3 separate regions of the Gossypium hirsutum genome follow, and all the other regions are linked to region 2. Evidence: chromatin contacts called from public Hi-C data. All regions are on one chromosome and are shown on one strand. Each heading gives the region's core, a stretch centred on a gene start, on an enhancer-like site or on the middle of the called end of the contact. The rest is flanking DNA. Distances are from core to core; before and after follow the strand shown.

What was found. Hi-C and Micro-C count contacts between places; a contact is called where the count stands out from the background.
Region 1: a Hi-C map of leaf shows a contact between it and region 2, with 2.3 times the contacts expected there. The contact joins the promoter of LOC121207799 here to the promoter of LOC107929990 in region 2. A contact is called at or near these places in 4 of 34 Hi-C or Micro-C datasets (all in leaf).
Region 3: a contact with region 2 is called in a Hi-C map of hypocotyl, with 2.3 times the contacts expected there. The contact joins the promoter of LOC107942491 here to the promoter of LOC107929990 in region 2. A contact is called at or near these places in 3 of 34 Hi-C or Micro-C datasets (hypocotyl and leaf).

The regions. Positions count from the first base shown.
Region 1 is chrA10:114,896,020-114,898,719 of Gossypium_hirsutum_v2.1, forward strand. LOC121207799 (thylakoid lumenal 15 kDa protein 1, chloroplastic) reads left to right here and starts at 1,264. Exons shown (of 8, transcript XM_041078181.1): 1 at 1,264-1,459; 2 at 1,536-1,655; 3 at 2,564-2,659. The coding sequence starts at 1,337.
Region 2 is chrA10:114,742,530-114,745,229 of Gossypium_hirsutum_v2.1, forward strand. LOC107929990 (E3 ubiquitin-protein ligase SDIR1) reads right to left here and starts at 1,395. Exons shown (of 9, transcript XM_016861549.2): 1 at 1,205-1,395; 2 at 611-827; 3 at 295-349; 4 at 155-207; 5 at 1-49. The coding sequence starts at 688.
Region 3 is chrA10:114,543,292-114,545,991 of Gossypium_hirsutum_v2.1, forward strand. It overlaps LOC107942491 (16 kDa phloem protein 1), which reads left to right and starts at 1,417. Exons shown (of 5, transcript XM_016876162.2): 1 at 1,417-1,627; 2 at 2,277-2,342. The coding sequence starts at 1,561.

The sequences.
Region 1 (2,700 bases), core at 14-2,513, 150 kb after region 2:
AGTTGCAATCAATGCTTTTTGCTTTGATTCGTTATAAGTTAATTTTTTTGACTTAATTTTCCATTCCCAACTCTCAAATATTTAATATTTGGGATAATATGTATATTGAATCTCAATTCGATTAATATGAGTATTGTTGTCAGTACAGGAGAACGTAGGTTCGAGTATACTGAAGCGCATTATCTTCATATTTAAGGGTTGGAGATGGACTACAAATAGTTTCATGACTTGTGTAAAAAAAATCACATATGACCAGAACCTATAATGAAATTGTTCAAAAAATAATATCTGAGATAATATTACTTTGAAAAATTTTAAATTAATAAATTACATGAAAATTAATTGTTTATTTGAATCGACATATAATTAAAAAATATTTTTTATCATAAAAAAACCACTAGTAATATTCGAATTAAAGCTTTTATTTTTAATATAATTAAAATATTTTTATATTATTAAATTATTTTATTATCTTAAATATATACTATTAATATTAAGCTTAATTATTTAGTAGAGTTCGAATTTGAATACTTACAAATTTTATCAAATTCAAATTCAAGCTTAAACATAAAAATTATTAAATGAAATTAATCGAACTTGAACTTGAACTTTAATATAAATATTTGATCAAATTCGAGAAAAATAATCGAGCTTCGAATTTTGATTCAAACTCGAACTTTTCGATATTTAAGCTTAGTTAGACTTGGTTACACCCTAATGTACACGCAAACTCCAGTTTGTTGAAAAACATATGGGCCAATACATCTATCAGACCGGCTCAGCCACAGACAGTTTGTACCCCCTATATCAGGCCGGGTCAGCCCACAATCAAGCCAACCGAAACTCGAAACGGATCACGTGTAAAATCATAACAGAAAACAAATGTTAAAATATGCCTATAGTCCCTATACTTTTCAAAAATTAATAATTTTGTCTCTGTTCTTATATTTTCAAGAATTTAGTCCTTCAACTTTCCAAATTTCAAAATTCTAATCCAACTGTTAATATTTCCAATTTTTTTTGTTAAATTCATATTAATTACAACATCTTTTTTTAATTACATGACTATCAAGTGAATAGTTTTTTATTTCAAAATAACGCATCATCAAATTATTATGAATTTTGAAATATGAAAAATAGAGATTAAATTTCTAGAAATACAAATATAGGGACTAAATTTCTAATTTTTTAAAAGTATAGGGACTACAATCACATTTTAACCAAAAAAATCATTATCCATATTCTGCCATTTAAGCATTATCCATATCTGCCATTACCATTGTCTGAAATCAGACAATAACAGCAAACAGAAAAAAAGAAGATCATCCTCAAAGACATGGCTATGCTGTATAATTTCAACAATGTTTCTTTATATTCCAAAAAATTCTCTGTAAAAAACCCCTCAAAGTCCCCTCTTTGCTTCATCAAACCCCACTCTTTAAACTATCATAAACCCAAGGTTCTCTTTTCGACCCTTCTTTCCATTTTTTTTCATTTTCTTTGATTAATTTAAGGTTGTTTGTTTTTTGGAGCAGGTTTTTGAAGACAAACTTGAAAAGGGTTCTTTTTCATTAAGTGAAACATTTTCAAAAGCTGGCTTGCTTGCTCTTGTTTCAGCTTCCATTTTATTGGTAGATCCTGCACTTGCTTTCAAGGTAACATTTTTAATGAATCTATGGTATTCGGATTCGGATGTGAGTATCAAATTCGGGTTTTTCTAGTTTTTTCATATAATTAGCGGTAAAAGTATAATAAAGACCGGTAATTAAATTACATTTTGTCTTTTTTAATAAAAAATGGGTAATTATATCTTCAATAAATAGCAAACTGATTTTCTGTTAAAAAATTCATCGATTCTTATTATTAAAAATTGGTCCATGTACATAAGCATGAGGTGTGTGTGGCATGTCATCTGTCGTTGTCTGGTTATTTCGCCTGTCGTGCTAGTTTTTAACGGTATAAATAAAAAAAAATAATAAAAAAGTATTAGCTTGCTCTTTAATCTAACATATCGGAACTAATTTATCCGTCAAAATGTAATTCGACTCCTAGTACAAGGGCCTATTATATCCCAGACCAATATTAAGGGTGTAATCAAGTCGAGCTAAGCCCGGATACTGTCAAGCTTGAGCTCAAGCTCGAGCTCGAGCTTGACTCAAAATTCAGAATTTGATATTGGGCTCGAGATATAATCGAGCTAGTCGGGCTCAATTAAGCTTGTTTACCAATTTGAACTCGAGCTTGATTTAATAATTAAACTTAGGGTTAACCATATGTATTAAGAGCAATACCGTAATTTAATAATATAAAAATGTGAAAAGCTCGATAAGGCTCGTGAGCCGTTCGAGCCAAGTATGACTAAGCTTGAATTCGACTCGATCGATAGCTTGAGCTCGGCTTAATAATTACATAATCAAGTGCTTGCGAGCTACAATATCTCATTTTCAACCCTAACCGATATACCTCGAACATGAGTATTACATACGGATATTTAAATAAAATATAGAATTGAAGTGTAATGATTCGAATCGGTTTTCGATGTGACAATGTGCATTGTTAAAAGGGAGGAGGGCCTTATGGATCTGAAGTAACAAGGGGACAAGACTTAACCGGCAAAGATTTTAGTGGCAAGACATTGATCAAACAAGATTTCAAGACGGTAATGTTCTTTTCTTTCTTTTTCAGTTAATTGATATATGT
Region 2 (2,700 bases), core at 145-2,644:
ACATTCTTAACGTTGTTGCCATAAAAAACACCCCAAGAACCAACCAAAGCTACATGAATAGAGTAACATAAAAAAGTGCATTAAATTAGTTCAAAATTGTGAACCAAACATGCAAACACCATTAGAAACTTAGCTACTTAGCGAAGGAAATTACCAGAAAATTAGGTGACAACTGCTGCGAATTCATTATCATGAATAGCAAAAGTACTGTTTTAACAAAGAAAAATATCAGAAGCAACTAACCAAGAAAAATAAAAGAGAGAAACTAAGATGAACACAAAGCTATACCGATACCTGTAACGAGAAACACAAAAGAGTTGGAATTAACAGGACGTCCTGCATGGACACGCTAAGAACCAATCGACTTAAATTAAAACATATTTATATAAAAAATCCATTAAAATCAAGAATGAACAAACTGTAACTGCAATTCAAAAAGCCTAAGTTGCTAATCATCAAAAGCATGTTTAAGCTCAAATTGCAATAATAAGTAACAGCAACTTGAACGAACCGGATTTCACCACCAATTCAAACCATATAAACCTAAAGGCAATGATGTATCATGACTATAACAATGGAAACTCAAGTGTTCGAAGTAATAGTAACATACCACGGTACGCCTCTCCGGAATAAGCACTGGAAATCCACTCTCTAAATCCGATCTTGACCCTCGGAAAACGAAACTCATTGTTGAAGAAAACAAATTCACCAGCTCAACTAAATACAATCAATAATTGAAAACAAAAACACAAAAAGGGTTCCCGAATTTTCAAATCTCCGCAGAATAGAGGAATTAACTTTTCTATATTGAATCCTCAAGAAAGAATCTGCACAAATTAAATAACATTTAATCAGAAAAATCAATCCAATCATTTTCAATTCTCATTTCCTATAATTTCCAGCATATTTTAATCAAAATTCAAATAAATCCTTCAAAAATCCACCTTATATCTTCTTAAAAACAGTTTAAAAAAAATGGAAATGATTCGATATCAATTTAATAGATTTTACATTTGTTAATCGAACAACAAATGTTAATTCAAAAAAATTCCAACGGAAATTATCTAAAAGATCCTAATCTCTAATTAATTACATAAATAAGTTCTTGAACTAACAGATCCGTATTTAATATACTAAAAACTTTCAAAAAATCGAAAAAAATTGATGAGAAATGACGAAACGAAAGAGGACGAAGAAGACTTACGGAGATCGGAGGATGAAACAACGTCGGATCTGGTTCCTCTTTGAAAATTGTAATGTCGACGATATTACTTGCAAAGATTAAAGGACTGAGCCTGCAAAGGAGCGAGTTCACTCGAACGAGTTAGGCTTTTTCTTGCCTAACGCCTTTCCTCGTCACCTTGCAAACAAATTATTATTATTTTTTGGCTTTCTCTGGTCCGAACGAGGACTCGAAAACGATGTTAACTATCTTCCTAAACGACACCGTTTCGTAGTTTTTCTGTTCCTTTTTTTGTATAATTACAAATATAGCTTCTAACTTTTTATCTAATTTTTCACATTAATTCTCGACCTTTGTTGATTGTTCTATTTGAGTTTTCTTTTTATTTTAACACTATTATTTTCCCATTGTTCTTTTCTAAAAATAATTTTGTTATAATTTAAATCAGCTAATCGATTGACTTTTTTCTTAATCGACATAATCAAATCCATCTAAAATTGATCGATTAAGTCTATTAAATTAAATCGTGTTACATTTAGGTCAGAGGTGTAGTCAAAGAAGACAACCAAAACATTTGCTCCCTTGATTAAATGAAAAAAATAGCAGCTTTGGTCCTTTATACTGGAGGTGTTTAGGCCACTGGGGTAGACCTGAATTTATATTTTTCAACTTTGAATAAGTTTGGTCTTGGACTCTTTGACACGGATCATAAACACCTCAATCCAATATTCTGACACATTAGTTAACAAAATTCTTAGAATAAGGACTGAAGTGAAAATATAATAAAACTATTAAATCCTACAGATGAAATTTACCCTTTTTAATTTTTAGATTTAGACAAACAATGCACTGTCAGAAACAGAGGTGACAGCCGAGGTAGTGGAATATATTTGTCTTTCTGACTGAATTTCTTTTTCTTTTTTAATTTTTAATTACAATTACAAAAAAAAAGTTTTAACTGAGGTGGGTCCTATGTTTCGCACGTGTCGATATAGGAAATTGACTTTCCGATTAAAAGCCTGGTTAGTAGATGCACACGTGCTTTCTCGAAATGGTATCAAAGATTTTGATAACAGGGGTCCACCACACTTCGTAAAACCTGGAAAGTACCCAATCCTAGCCTTCTCCTATTAAAAGAAAATCATTAAAGGCAGTCAACTGATTTTGAATCTCACTATTTATTTAATTTTTTACATAAATTATATAATCTTAAAAATTCAAAATCATTCATATCAATTATTTATATTAATGTAATGAGAAATTTTTAAAGTATCGTTCATCGAATAGTCGATCGTATCCTTAAATAATAAAGATAATTTTAAGTTTTGAAGAGAGCCTCAATGAGTTCATGGAGTTGGTAGCAGCACCTAACCCCTAATGGTTGCTCGACAAAGAGTTGATCCATTGGAAAGATAAGATAAACCTCTATAATATAACTCAATACAAATTTAAATTAATTCAAAATCTTTTTTTAAGGTAAAATCATTAATTCATTCGATGAATGAAATCATACAATT
Region 3 (2,700 bases), core at 167-2,666, 200 kb before region 2:
AAAATAATTTTCCTAACATTAATTTAAAAATTTTAAAATGCAAATTGATTTATCGAAATTGACCTAGGCATTATATTCAAATTAATTATCTCAAAATCAATCCAATTGATGAATATAAATGTAAATATAATATATATTTACATAAACATCTGCTGGTACCAAATCAATAACTAGCAGCCTTTTGAGATGGTGTATAATAATGGGCATCCACCTTGTTTTGACCAAGTCCCACATCCATAAAAATCAAACCAAGTTTGGAATATTTAAAAAGCAAGTTGGTCTAGCTAAGATAAATGGTTAAAATTAAATACCTTATATTTATTTATCAAATACGGTATATTTTATATGTTACTAGGATAAAATATTTTACTTTACTCTCCAATAAATTTTCTGATATAATATCAAATTTAATTTTTAACATTTATATATTTTTATTAAATTAAAATTTCTTTTTATTTTATTTTTTTAAAATGAACACTCTTAAAAAAGAATATTTTATTTTATTTAAAAAAACAAAATTTTAATTTAATAATTAAAAATTCTAAATTCTAAATAATTGATTCGCATAAATTTTTTTGTACAATATGAATCACGTAATCATTGGCACTCATGTGTAAAATCACGATGATTTAAATCATAAAAACTTCATGATGAAACCAACTTTAATTAAATTAATTGAATAAAAATATTTTTTAAATTAATAATTAATAATTAAAATTTTAAATTTTACGTTTTACAAAAAATTAAGAAATTAGTCCCTAATTGGATAATATTGTTAAACTTTATAATTAAATTATTGAAAACCCATAATTTAGCGATTTATATTACTTTTAAACAAAAATTAACTGTTCAAGTTCGTAAGTTTAACAACTAAAATAACTTTTTAATTTTCATAAAGTACAAGGATGGAATTTTAACGAATTAATGTCATGAAGGATAGGGGTGAAATTCATATTTTAAAAATGGATAAATTAACATTTAGTCCTTAAATTTAATAAAAAAATTTCATTTTGTCCATATCAGCCTCGAAACATGACACTTTTTTTCTCTAAATCGGTCCCTAAATTTATATTTCATTAAAGCATGATGACGTAACACTACGAGAGTATGTTAAATCCATCGCTTGAATATTTTTTAAAAATTTTAAAAATTTCTACCATATTTTAACAAATTGTTTAAATGCTTTTATAATTTTTTAAAGTTCTCATGTGATGATGTGGCATTTTGTGTTGTCAGAAATTGAGAAAAGTTGTCAAATTTCAAGTCTAATGTGGACAAAAAAAAGTTCAAGGATCAATTTAAAATAAAATCAACAAGTTCAAGGACTAAATGTTGATTTATCCCACAGGAAAATTTTCTAACATTCACCAGACTCTCTTTTATTTGTCAGGGTCACGTGTTCTATATGTGAAAAGACCCGTCAGCCTATAAACGCTTCCATTGCCAAATTCTTCCATTTCTTCTATATAAAGAATCCAAAGAGTCAATCGACTCAAAAAGGTCCAAAAGTTTTCATTCAAAAGAATCTCTCTGAGAAAAAAAAAAGCATCAAATTCAAGGATGGCTGTTGGAATATTGGAAGTGTTCTTGGTTAGTGCAAAAGGCCTTCAAGACTCAGATTTTCTGGGTATGTAATTTTATTGAAACTTCATTTTTTTTTGGATTTATCATTTTATGTTTTCAAATTCTTCCTTTGTTTCATTTTCTTGCTCAATTTCTGTTTTTTTTTCAAGTTTTCATCATGTTTTTTAAATGGAAATACAGAGAATTAAGAGTAAGAGAAATGGTTTTTGATTTGTGCATGTTCTTTGCTTGGTCAATGAAGAGAACCCATTTCTAGTCAATTTAAGATCGAGTGATGGGTGTTTAAATTTTTTTAATTGAATTTTATAGAAAATAGCATAGCTGAAAAACCTTAAAATTCCTTGTTGTCATTAGTAAATCTCAACTTTCTTTCCTGTTATTAAAATATTGATTTGAGTTTAGTTAAGTTAGTTCATGCTGCAGCTTAATATTGAACATTTGTAATATAGATTTTTTCAAAAATTTAAACTATGGGTTTCTCTGCACTAAAAAAAAAATGGTGAAGTGAGCATGATCTGGTTCTTATGTTCTGGATTTTTTCCAAGCTGTAAATCCACATTGTTTCCAGCATTTAACATCCTGGAAAATGAAAAAAAAAAGGTCGTGATTGGTGCAAGATTAGAGACTAATGTGACTTTTTGCAGATGAACTAATGAGTTTTTTTTCCTTTTTTTTTTGTTTGTGATTGGTAGGTGATATGGATCCATATGTTATAATTCAATACAAAGGTCAAGAACGCAAAAGCAGTACGGCCAGAGGTAATTATGAAGTCTTTTTTCCTTTATTTTAAACCTCTTGACTTCTAAATTGCTTGAATTCAGGGTTAGTGTCAGACATGGATTTATGTTGAATACGAGTATGCTCAATTTTCTTTTTAAGTTTTTTAATATATGTAGAGAATAATACCTTTGTATCCCATGTCTTAATATGTGTTGGATATAGGTATTTTACATGGTTCAGGTTTGGGTTTGAATTTATTCGAGTTCTGAGTTGTTGAGGGTTCGGTTCATTTTGAGTTTGGGACATTCGATATCAATCAGATTTTCAGGTTGGGTCATCTTAGGTTCGAGTTACTCCGATGAATCGGCTTAGATTTTCAGGTTCAGATAAAAAATA